Linked DNA regions of Gossypium arboreum: region 1 is linked to region 2. Evidence: chromatin contacts called from public Hi-C data. All regions are on one chromosome and are shown on one strand. The core of a region is the stretch at or near the end of the contact, and the rest is flanking DNA. Distances in the headings are between cores, read along the strand shown.

Region 1 (6,619 bases), core at 3,725-6,224, 110 kb after region 2:
GAGAAAAGAGGTGATATAAATGTTCAACAAATTCGTTCTAATGATAATTTAGCAGATTTTTTTTATTAAAGTATTGCCAACTTTAATATTTGAAAGACTACTACACATGATTGGAATGCGTCTGACTTAAAGATATAATGTCATGTTGCCATAGGGGGAGTCTAAGAACAAGTTGTACTATTTTCCTTTAACTAAGGTTTTGTCCCATTGGGTTTTCTTGGTAAAGGTTTTTAACGAGGCAGCTTGTAATAAAAGATTTTGTACTATTTTTCCTTCATTATGTTTTTATCCCACAGAGTTTTTCCTAAACATTATCTATCAATGGACATCTAAGGGAGAGTGTTATGAATATTTTATTAAATGGATGTTCATCAAGATCAAGATAAGTTTTGATGTAGTTTAAATTCTAATAATCATTAGAATTAGATCTATACTTCATTTATACTTCTTATGCCTATAAATAGAGACTTTGAAGAAGTATTATAATCATCCCATTTGATCAATAAAATACATTCTCTATTGCTTCCCATATTTTATTTGTTCTTCATTATTTTTATCTCTCTTTATTTTATAACAAAAACTAATTATTTTATAATTAAAAGGTCATAAAAATGAAAATTAAAAATAAATAACTAATAAAGGGTAATTTTATATTTTTATTTAAAATACATTGTGTATAACCTTTGGAATGCATTTTCATTAAACTTGAGTATTTTTTCAAATATATAAAGATAGTCCGTAACGTTTACATTTTTTATTAAATTAATCATCAAAATTTCAAAAAAGTTGAATTGGTGCTTTTAACAAAAATATCGACTAAAACGTTAAAATTTTAAACATGCCAGCTCATATGGCAATCTATGCATACTTCATGTATTTTTTTTGAATTATTTGTTTTTTTAAATTATTTCTTAACGTGACATGTACGATAAATAGTATCATGTCAACATGAAGTATACACGAACTACCATGCAAGTTGCCACACTAACATCATTAAAAAAATTTATGTTTTAGACAATATTTCCATTAAAAAAAATCAAAATGACACTTTTTGAAAGCTTAATGCTCAAATTTAACTCAATAAAAAATAAGAGCCAAATTGGCAAAAAAATATCAATATTAAGGGTTAAATCTATCATTATGCCTTTTTCAAACCAAAGTGATAGTTTATATAATATGTTTAAGTAGTTCATAAATAATTAAAAATTAGTAAAACGGAAAAGAATAGATTTTTAAATAAAAATAAACATATTCATTAGTTGTAGAAATGCAGAGTTGTAAAGAGATTATAAGAAACCAAGGTTTCACTATGTTAGTTAAAAATTGTTTGATTAAAAAAGGGGAGGGGAGATATTAATGTACTGAAATGCAATGAATTTATGCCATTGTGGCTCAAGGCATGAGTTCTTTCCCGGAAGACATTAGAGTCAAAGATGTTTATAGGGGGATAGGTTCCAGTTAGAGCTGCAGAAATTCAGATACATGGAAATGTATGTACCTAATGAGTAATATCCAACAGTTGGGGAAGAAAGAGCTTATTCCAGGCAGGGAGGAAAATGGGGGCATCTTTTTGCTTTATGTCAAAAGGGCAATAACCACAATTACCCCCCTTTGATTTCGAGGGAAAGTGGACCCTTTTGGTTCAAATCAGTGTTTGTTCAACTATGAAGCTCCTGCTGATGTTGTGTTATAGGATTTCTTACTTGCAAACAGAATCAAATACATAATTGATTATGAAGCAACTTTTAAAGCAGGAATAGAATTTTTTCAAAGTCATTGCTAAATGATGACATGATATACAGAAATTGGAAATATTCTATCCATTTCCCAAATACACCATGGGTTATAAATAGGATACTATATACATAATTGTCACCATCCATCTACTGATATTAGACCCAAGGAGATTGCTAAGCACTGTCAAGCTTTCATCTTCTCCCTTGTAACCCATCATCTACTGCATTACAATCCCAGGCTTTCAATGTGCCCAGAACGGTTTAGCTGGAGTGCGCTTCAGTGCCTTCACTGCCAAAGGATTGCCCTTGCTCTGCCAAAAAAACAACTGTTTAAAACTTCAATTGAAACAAATAGAATGAAAGGATTGATGACTTTGGACTTAAGCGTACCATCAAGCAGGTGCCTTCATGTATGTTGCAGACAGGGTAGTCATGAGGGCAGCAGCTGTAGCGATCTTCGCAGCAAGTGGCAGCCTCGAGTGGGCAGCATCCCCAAGCAAAGCAGTAGTTATAGTACTCGTATATGCAGCAGCAGGTATTGCTCTCGGGACAGGAATAATAACTATCGCACACGGTCGGAGGCTTTATAGGAGATGGTGGAGACGGTCCGGGATTGGGGGGATTTTCACCTGTTTTGATCGGATAAGAGGCTTCCATCGCGATCCCACATTTGCCAGTTACGGTATTGGCCACATTCCTTGCCATCCTGATATAGCCTGCTTCTCCCCAGCTGCTTCCCCATGAGTTCTTTACAATCCAATAGTCTTTACCTTTCTCTGTGCCATATCCAACAGCAGTGACACCGTGGTCTAGTTGTGTTCCACATTTTCCATCAAATATACCCTGGAAAAAACCGTAAAAATGTCATTTATCGGACAGTGCTCGGACTTTGATAAGCCAGTTGTGTTCTTGCAGAAACTAGTAATTTTGATGGATGCAGAATCTTACTGATTGATATAACTGGAAACTCCTTCCTCCTGCCTCAATGGCAACGCTCACCGGTTGATTCGCGACTGCCTTTTTCAATGCTTTCTCGTCATTTACCGGAACATCCTCATAATCATTGATCGAAACAACTTTAGCATTTTTCTGCAAGGTGATTAAAAACACCAAGATTCAGCAAGGAAATTGAAATTCTATCTTTGTTCCTTTCCCAACTCTAAAAAAAATATGAAACCTACCCGGTAAGGGTCACATGTACCGTCACGAGCGGTGTAAGGGTAATCTTCTTCGGTGTCAATGCCACCATTTTTGATGATGAATTCAAAGGCATAATCCATGAGACCCCCATTGCAACCTTCATTGTAAGATGTATCACAATCCACCAACTCCTGCTCAGATAGTGAAAGGAGTTCGCCTGTAACAATCTGGTTTATCCCTTCCACAGCAGCAATAGTCGAGAAAGCCCAGCAACTCCCTGTATTTAACATTAAATTCTCAGTAAAATCATCTTATTACAAACATGTAATAACTATTTAATATATTATATAAAAACATTGGAATCTATCAATTCATTAAGCTGTCTATATCTTATATGGTTCAACTTTTACAGTGGAGTAAGCCCCTGAACTTTCGTGCAAGGAACCTTACTCCTTACCCCACAGAAAGCAGCCACCTCAAGCACTAACACTTCCACTAACTGCAGGGCTGCGGAAGCATCCTTATATCCGACACAATACTACTATAGGTCATAGTTCATGGGTCGGGTCTAACTTTCCGCGAACCGTTGCATCTGTTCAAAATGCTCCCACTCTATAAATCCATCAAAATTTCGGACAAAATCGGATGATAAAACTGTACTTCTGAAGTCGACAAATATATTTATATATTTATATATTTTAACCTAATTAACTCAAAAAATGAGTAAATTAATCTATATATATTAAATCAAAAAATAAATCAATCTTTTTTTGTTAAATATTTTATCCTATTAAAAACTAATATCACTGAACGAATAATAATACAGTGAGTCACTTATTAGACCGAAATCAATTTTTAACTTATGAGACCGAAATCAATTTTTAAGTTACTTACTTTTACCTTATATAAGAAACCTACATATATCCAATACTCCACCTCAAAATCTGAATAACCAAACAGAACCCACAAAGCAAAGGTTTCTAAGATAAGGACAGATACAGGAACCTTCCCTGAAACATCGGAACTAAGTTATTTGTTTAATTTTTTTTTTTTGTTCTTTCTCTCCAGGTTTTACAGTTGGCTCAAAATAATTACAGTCTATCTGGCGGCAGAAGACATGGATAGATTCATTTGACAGAAACAAAACAAAATCATCTGAAAGTATAAGTTAAAATGCTAGTTTTCAGACAGACAAGAGAAGCATCCATAAAAGAAAATTGAGAGAGAAACTTACCGCAACTTCCTTGATCTTTGACTTCAGCGACAGCCCCTTTTTCCCTCCAATCAACGGAATCGGGCAACTTTTGGCCGAGAAGCGGGGCGTATCGGTCACTGGCCTTGGAAACTTTCCGGTTGGGTTTCTTGATTCCCAAGTAGATGGCTCGGTACTCCTCGTTGGTAAGATCAGCAAAGCGGTTCAAACCAACCTTAAAACTGTGACTCTCATCGGCGTTATGTTCATCGATGAACCTAAGGTTATCCTTAAAAATCTGGAGCCTCCTCTCTTTCTCACCCAAACCGTTGTATGTTTTTCCATGCTTTACAAGCCACTCCTCGTACATGGCCATAACTTCGTCGTCTGTTCTCCAACTAGACGTTGACTTGTCGGGATGGGCTTCATCGTAGGATATAATGGACATGTCGGAAGCTGATGATAAAGTGAACATCATCAGCAAAAGCATAGCCATAACCGATCCCTGAGAACCCATCTTGTCTGAGAAAAAGAAAAAGGAGAAAAGGAATAGGATTTTGAATGTGTGGGGGAGAAGAAAGGCGAGAGACAGTAGGCTTATAAAGAAAAAAAGAAGATTAATGGTAGTAACCCAATGTGAAACTTGGTAATAAACAATTAAAATACGATAAAATGGGGGTGATAACAGTACAGCGGAGAAGCATGTGGATGCGATGTGGTAGGTAGAGCAAAGAGAAAGAGCAGCCCAGCCCACGAAGATAGGAGCTTTTGTAAATAATTCAGACAGTTGCACAACCTTTTAAGGGGAGAGAGTTGGCATGCTAAACTTGAAATTGATCGCCAAACTTTGGGTGATTTTGGATTGGCCACGCAGGTTAACTTTCAACTCTATAAACTCCAAACCTTAACCTCAATCAATACCATTAATAAGAGTTGTTGTTATACCTCAATCACAGTAATTCTAAAAATTATATTTAAAATAAGATATATTATTTAATTTTTAAAAATAATATATATATAATTAAATTTAAATATATTAATTTAATTTTAAATTTATTATTCAATTAAAATTTTATGTTTTTTTATATAATTTTAATTTCATTATGCAATCTATGATAATGGGAAAGTTTTTTAGTGTATAATATTTTACTAAATTTTATTATACTGATAAAAACTAATGTTAAAATTATATTCATAAAAATTTAATAATTGAGTTATAAATAAAACTTTCACAATATTTTTATTTTTAATTGGTTTAGTTAAATATTTAATATAAAAATAACATTAATTACATTAATATTTATTATTATTTTTAAAAATAAATTTTAAGTAATTTTCCTAATAATATTACCAATAGAAGTGTTTTGTTTTAGATAATATTTGGAAAATAGAGAAAAAAAGGTTTGGCACCCTTGAGAAAAACTTTGAAGACCACAAAAGATATATAAGTGTTTGGATTGAAGTTGTAAAAGTGTAGGACCCAATGGAAGTTGGGGAATATATATATATATATATATATGCATCAATAATTTAGGTGCTGACCTCCCCACATTTCACTTTCAATATTAGATGATAGGATAGGCGCCCCAATTGTTGAGTCATTCACGCCTTCTCTATTTCTTCAGCTATTAAACGACTTCCATCAAAATATCTTTTACGAAACATTAGATTTTTTTTTATATTAATAATTTTTTATTTTATTTTCAGTAATAATGCTTCATCGTTAGGAAAAAAGGAATATAATTTCTGGGTATTTGAAAAGTAAAATAATATGGTGACATTGACCCCAAAAGTGATATGGGCATAGGATGTTGTTGTACCCATATAATTGATTAGGACGGAGACAAGCAACTTAAATTTGGACTGTTTTATCAAAGAATCCAACCAATTTGCTTATTATTGATTTCCTTAATTTATGCTGCTATGGCCAATATATCCTATATAAATCAACTACAACAATATTCATTAAATTAAGGCTAAGTTTTTATTTTATCATTTAACTATCAAATATCAAATGTTATAATATAGTCATTCACGTTATTACTGAAGTGATTAATTTAATCATTAAATTATACGTCTAATCTTATGTTGAATAATTTAAAATGAAAATTTTAAAAAATTTGATGTTGTAAAAGTGGCTGTTATAAAATATTGATTATGAGGTTTTTAAAGTTTTTACAAAAGTTATATCTTTCACTGTTTTCTTCTTTTTTTTTTCAGTTTTAACATATATTTTTTTTAATTTTTACTTTTAGAAGTGTTGGAAAATATAAAACTGACAATTTGGTGCTAGATGGAATGCCTACTCTCCTAACCACCAAATTTATATAGAGACAAATTTCATATTTAAAGTGTTGACATTTTATTAAACAAATTTTTAGGCTATGTTGATTATAAGGTTGATATTTAACCCATTATAAAAGATCATATTATATGTGAATCTTATATTGCTGATTGAATTGATTCGAAATTACCCAAGACAATCCCTTAAATCATGGACTTTGGATTGGATCATGATTCTGGTTGTTGAGTTATTAAGAATCTATTTTTA
Region 2 (7,235 bases), core at 313-2,812:
TGTTCAAGACTTGTTCTGTTGTTCCTGGTGCTTGAAAAAGATTAGTGACAAATAGCTGAAGGTTCCTCCTAGAAAAATAATGTAACCACTTGCTAAATTGATAGTTGTGGTTGGAAGTTAATTTTCTAAGTAGCGATTTAAATACATTTATAAGATGCAGGGACAACATCCCCTCCCTCCCCCCGGCTCCTCCATAACTACTCCGGCGACTAATGACCTTGAGGACTATGTCATTAGGGTTCCAGGGCTTTGATATTGGACTATGTTGTTGTATTTATTTTATCTAGACTTCGAATCCTTTATCTATAACTAGGTTTTTGTTTTAATGAAAAAAAGAATAACATTCACCAATTTATATCAACATGATTTATTTGTTTAGAAAAAAGCATTCTTCCTTTAATTTTATATAAGTTAAAGTAGGTAAAAGAAGTTAATCTCTTAGCATCCACACATTGTGTACAAGATGAATGCATAAGGAGAAAGCCATTACTGTGTATCGTAACCAGAATGCAGTAACCAAATAAATTTAGTGAGAATTAGAAATTGAAATTAGCCCAATGCTTGTTGTAAATGAAAGGGAATTTTTTATTTTTAGGCCTATAAATTTATTTAAGCTAACAAAAGAATTATGGAACGAGGATTCAAACCCAATAGGGGCCGTACGCCTTTCTTGCCAATAATCCAACAAACTATGTTTGTTAAAAATGATATTTTTTTTTCTTTAGGGTTAATAACGAGTTAACTGTTGCTGATACTGAAGAAGTCATATAGAAGTCCAAAAGATTTCTTTTTTGATGGACCGAAGAAAAAGGTCCCATGATACTTCTTCTACCTCAAACTTCCTTGTCCAAAATAAAAACCTCCATCTTCTTGCTCTCAGCATTGTTCGAAAAATCCTTCCTTTTTTATTTTTTCAATTTGCTCTCTCTCACCAGATGTGTTCAACGGGATTAGTAAATCAGCCCAAATTTTGTAACATCCTAAATTTTTTATTAAACACGTGATATTATTCTGATAGCGGATATAGTGAATTTTCAAGAAATTGGAGAAAATTTTCTTATGAGCATAAAGCTATCTTGGATATAAACATTAATGAAAGGAATTTTAAAAGTGAAAAGGTGATGAAAAGATTAAATCACAAATTTTAAAAAATTTGAGGATTAAAAGTGCAATTTGACCAAAAAATGTGAAAAGTGATTAATGGACATAAGGATAAATTGAAATAAGTATCAGTAGTATAAAAATAACTTTTAGGACCAAATTATAAAGATTTGATAATATAGGGATTAAATTGTAAATTTGCTAATTTTACGGAGAAAAAGGTAAAAGTATAGTTCTTAGTACCCAAGATTATGCATTAAGTATGAAATGAGATTAATGGAGCTTGGTTTGATTAATAACTATTTTTTGTTAAGAAATTATGCTTTACATTGGTAATTTGGAAAGTATTTTATGTTGGAAATATTAATTTGATGATATAATTAATTTATGGAACTATTATGGATCATTGGGTCAATGAAATAAGAAATTGGATCATAAAATTTTAAGACTTGGGCTTTGTGACCCACTTGGGTGTTTTTTAAAAGGAAGAGAAAAGAAACCCCCATTCAGGCATTACCAGCTGGCCAGCACTCCCTCTCCTTTTCCTTCTCCTTTTTCTTGTTTTTCTGTTGAAATTTCTCCAAGAATCTTACCAACCATCTTGATTTCTCAACAAAAGCTATCAGAAAACCCTTCCATGGACTTGATTTCATCTCCAATCTCCATTTTTCAACTAGGATTTGTGGTGTTTTTAGTGAGAGAAATCATGGTTAGTGAAAGGAAAAGTCCATTAAAAGTAAGAGTTGGTGTTTTCTCTCCTCCTAATTTGATATTCTATTAAATTTTCATGAGTTATTATTTGAATAGAATTCTAAGCATATTAATTATCATTTAATTAATATTAGAGTTAATTAGTTATTATTTTGAATAATGTTACTTTCATTAATTACATAAAGTAAAATTATATTATATATTGAATATGTTTTAAGTATTATTAGAAATTTTTATTATAATATTTGAATTGATAAGGTAATATATTTTATTTAGTGAAAATATTTGGTACATTCTTAATTAAATTTTTAGACCCCACAAATAAGATTAAAAAGTTGACAGGTGTCTTATAAGGGTATATTAAAATATTTAAAAAATAATTTTTAAAATTACTGGTAGAATGAAAGAAAATACACTATCAATGTATCAAATAGTAACCATTTTAACTATATTCAATAATTCAAATAAGAAAATTTATTTTATTCTAATTGCTACAATAAAAAGTTAAAATATTTAAAAAAAATTAAAAGCTCATATAACAATAAAAATTAATATAAATTTGATAAGGGAATAAGATGTGAATGGTTGGTCGAATGAATGAATTCAAGCCTGTCATTAATGTTTGTGGAATATAATCTTCGGAGAATTATAATAATGAATCAAATAAAAATATTTATTAAAAATTATTTGATATTACCTAAAAATAAAATGATATAAATGTCATTAATTAATTAGTAAAAGGAAAGAAGATGTTAATGTTGGGCATATTCAAGTTTGTGATTAATGGGATTAAAGGCATAGCCATTTGTCAGCGTCAAAATATAATCATTAATACCCAAATTCCCAAATACCTTAAGCATTAATTAAAGAATTTTAATAATGAATGCCTCAAACACATCTTCTTAATTACCATATTTACTACTTTTAATAGTATAAGATTTCATTTTGGTTTTCTTTTAATTAAAAATAAATTAATTAATTGGAGTAAAATATTTTTCGTTTAAAAAAGTAAAATTATTATTTATTTAGCCCTTCAACTTTATAAAATGTCATTTTAATATTCCATTTAATTATTCGTTATTTTTAACCCTTGAACCAGGGGCGAAGCCAAAACAATTTTTTAAGGGGACCGAATGAAATTTTTATTTTTTATAGTCTATATTTTTATCATTTTAAATGATTAAATCTAATTTTTATAATTTTAAGGGGGTCAAAATATAATTTTACATTTACTAATTTAAAATTTTAAAAATTTTTAAAGAGCCTAAATAATAATTTTTTATTTTAGGAAGGTCAAGGCCCTACCAGCCCCCCCTAGCTTTATCTTTGCCTTAAACTTGTATTTTTTTGTCAAATCACCTTAAAATTGATAGAAAATTTATTTTTTTATTTTGCTAATGTGTCATAAACGTGGATTGCCACGTGGCTAACATTCCAACATTTAATTAATTTTTTAAAATTTTAAAAATTCAAAAAAATAAAAATTATTTTTAAAATTAAAAATCATTAAAAAGTATAAAATTATAAAGAAAATATTTTTTAACTTTTAAAAATTTACTAAAAGTTGACATGTCACCCAAGTGGCAATCCACATGTATGATATATTAGCAAAGTTAACAAACATTAACTTTTTTTATCCATTTTGAGCTGATTTTACAAAAAAGAAAAATGAAAGTCCAAGGGCTAAATGAGGCGAAAATTAAATGGATGGTTAAAATAATATTTTTATAAAGTTGGAAGGTCAAAAAAATCATTATGCCTTAAAAGTATTAAAATTGTATCATTAAATGCTTATTTTGGTGTTACGTATGAGTTATAATAACAAATTTTGCATACAACTTTTAAATTTTTATTCAAATTGATCCATACTCTTTTATTTGGAGCAAATTAATCCTTATTCTTTTATTATTATATACACTTCAACAAATAATCTAAAAATTATTAAAAGAACTTAAAGATATATATTATAATTATAATTCCAAAATTATAAAACATTTCAAAATAAAAAAAAGTTAAAAATAAAAATTATGAAAAAATTCTAAATATATCTTCCACTTTTAGCTTTAATACATATTATTATTACATTTTCAACTTTAATATCTTATTATTAATAAATTTAACCTTTCATATCAAAAGGAGTTTAAATCTACTTTTCAGTGAACATACACTCCTACATTTTATTGCACTTAAATATATTCTTAGTATTTAATTTGCATTTAAATAAGTTCTTAACTTTTTAATTTGCATAATAAATATTTAATCCTTTTTTTCTATCCAAATAAAGTAAAATCAAATTTGTATTAAACAAATAAACCAATACAAGCTAAAATAGTACTCTATGGAATTTCATGTAAATGAATGACATCTTTTTCAAAACTAAATTAATCAATGAATTTTTTGTTCTTTTATTTGACTTAAAGAATAAGAGAACTAAAATGCAATTCAAGATATAGTATAAAGATCGTTATAATATTTTTACCTTTGTAATATGATATATTCCATAAATACTAGTTCGTAGAGATAGAAATATTTGTGAATGGATTTATAATTTAAAATTGAGACAATCTAAATTATAAATTATCTTATTGAAATTTTGATACAAATGGACTAAACTTATTAAATAACCCTACTTATATAGAGTGCAAAATCTTTAATCGATTAATTGATATTGTAGTGGTAAGTTGAATCATATTATTGATCAAGTTATTGGTTTAATGATAAAATTTGTATGGGTTTAAGTTGACTAGCATTAGGTTTAGGATTGTATCCATTAACATGGGAGTTTATTCCGAACTAGTACTGCCCGAAATGCTTTGGTCTAATGCTCTACTAGAATGCTTAAGGCTAAATTTCATTTAGCTTGAAATTTCGCCCTCTTTCGATTGTTTCAAGTTATACCAGTAATTTTCATATGTTCCAGTGAAATTAGAGGTCCTGTACAATACCAAAATAAGAGTTAAAATAAGACTTTGAAAAATAATAATATATGGCCAAATTTGACCTTTGACTTGAAAAGAATGTTGGTAATGCAAAGTGGGTAATCTCACATTGGTTAATAAAAGGCTTCTAAGGAGGTTTAAATATAGCCTTGCCTCTTACCCTTATTGAGTAATTGGGGTTAAAGGCTCAACACAAGTGCGCCACCGTCGCTCAGTCTGTGTCCGTGTTAACACATGTCTATCACACGTATCATGCGTATTTCTTTTTGAATAAAATTTTTGTTCTTTTATTAGAAATATTTTTTTCTATTGCAGAATTTTTTCAGTTAAGGAAAATCCTCTGCTTTTTTTGGAAATTGACAGAAAAAATTATAAATAGCATGTCATTCTTCTCATTTTACACAACAATAAGCAAATATCTATCTCTTTTCTTCTTTTTTTAGCTCGTTTGTTTTCTATTTAGAAAAAAATTTTGGTCAAATTTCTAACCAAGTTTTTATCTTTAGTTTCTAGTCTTTTTTTCCAAATACTTGTGAGAAGATCAATACCATTTGTGTTCCACCATCTTTATTCGGGTGTATGAATATTGAAATACTGTGTTAACCTTGTGGGGAGATGCCCACTACACGATTACACCAGTCAAGGCAGATTTGCTTCTAAGGCGGTGGTTCTTCCACGACTCAGTGATTATTTTATTTATTTACGCTCAATTTGTTTATCTTGTCAGTGCTAACTATTTCATTTTGCAGTAGTATATTTCTAATAATTTAGGAGCAAATATCTACTACTGTTTAAACATGTTTGTCATGATGAACCTTGTTAAGAACAATGCTGAGTGGGTTGTAAACACAGACGCTTCCAAACACTTCTGCGCCGGCAGAGAAATGTTCACCTAGTTTCAAAATGTAGCTGAAGGTCAACAAGTCTACATCGGTAATTCTAATAATTCAAAAGTACTTGGTAAAAGAATGACCTTACCTAAACTTACTTCTGACAAAACATTTGCATTGAATAATGTTCTTTATGTACTTGCCCTGCGTAGAAATTTGATCAGTAGTAGATTACTGAATAAGGCAAACATTAGATTAGTCTTTAAATCCGATAAACTTGTGCTTTTCCATAATGGAGATTATGTTGGGAAAGGTTATCTAAGTAGGGGTTTATTTGTGATTGAGACTATGCTTAATAATAATAATAATATTAAAGCCACCACTTCTACTTATATTATTGAATCTCTTGATATGTTGCATGCTGGATTAGGTCATTTGAATATTCATTCTCTAAGAAAGCTCATAAAATGAATCTACTCCCTAATCTAGATGATATTAGTTTTAATAAATGTGATATTTTTGTTGAAGCTAAGCATGTTAGATCTTCCTTAAAAACTCTTACTGATAGGATGATTGAACTTTTAAAGTTAGTTCATACTAATCTAGCAGGCTTTAAAAACATAGAGACTAAGAGTGGAAAGCACTACTATATCACCTTTGTAGATGACTACTCTAGATATAAAAAGGTTCATCTTCTAATATCAAAATATGAAACTGATAAAACTTTTCTTCTTTATAAACTAGATGTAGAAAACTAGTTTGATAGGAGAATAAAACATCTTAGATCCGATAGAGATGGTGAATATGACACTAATTTCCTTAACGAAGACTGTAAGAAAGACAACATTATACATGAGTTTTTTGCTCATTATTTCCGATAACAGAATGACATAGCTGAAAGGAAAAATAGAACTCTAAAAGAAATTATGAATACTTCACTACTAAGTTTTAGTTTACCTGACGAGATGTGGGGGGAAGCCGTACTTTCTGCAAATTATATTCTTAATAGAGTTCCTCATAAAAAAAATTAGACTGTACACCATATGAGTTGTGGAAAGGTTATGCCCATAATCTGGAATACTTGAAAGTGTGGAGGTGTTTAGCAAAATTAGGCTTACCTGCTTTTAAGAAGAGCACTATCGGACCTAAAATTGCTGATGTTGTATTTGTTAGGTATGTTCTAAATAGTGTTGCATATAGATTCATGTCCTTGCATAATTCCTTATGTGAATCTAGATATGTTGTTTTCTTTAAGAATGTGTTTCCTTTTAAGAAATCTAGCATAAGTATTGATATACGGTTAGATGAGCATATTTCTTCCTCTAGTACACATAATAGAGACATTCTTAACAATGATGTTGAGCCTAGGAGGAGTAAAAGATAAAGGACTATCACTAGTTTCGAACTTGATTTCCTTACTTCCTTTGTAACTGAGATTAGTGATTTGGATCTGATAAGTGATTATATTGCTCATGCATTTTTGTAGATAAGGATTCAAAAACCTATGATTAATCCATAAAATCAATTATGTTAGGTTTTAGAGAGATGCCATTAATAATGAGCTAGAGCCTATTATGTCTAATCACACTTGGGAACTAGTAGATTTGCCTAGAAGTTTTAGACTTATTAGAAATAAATGGGTCTTTAGAAAAAA

The links. Hi-C and Micro-C count contacts between places; a contact is called where the count stands out from the background.
Region 1: a Hi-C map of leaf shows a contact between it and region 2, with 4 times the contacts expected there. The contact joins the promoter of LOC108483514 here to the enhancer-like site in region 2. A contact is called at or near these places in 2 of 5 Hi-C or Micro-C datasets (both in leaf).

The regions. Positions count from the first base shown.
Region 1 is chr1:78,629,175-78,635,793 of ASM2569848v2, forward strand. It overlaps LOC108483514 (cysteine proteinase mucunain-like), which reads right to left and starts at 4,975. Exons shown (of 5, transcript XM_017786960.2): 1 at 4,111-4,975; 2 at 2,918-3,153; 3 at 2,685-2,825; 4 at 2,127-2,579; 5 at 1,744-2,047. The coding sequence starts at 4,585. The coding sequence ends at 1,979.
Region 2 is chr1:78,522,434-78,529,668 of ASM2569848v2, forward strand. No RefSeq gene overlaps it. Among protein-coding and RNA genes, the nearest start is that of LOC108482082, 7.3 kb to the left of the region's middle. Within about 2 kb of position 1,563, at least 2 of the 2 cell types and tissues checked have an H3K27ac peak or open chromatin away from gene starts, as enhancers often do. A contact at or near this core is called in leaf, where this site is marked.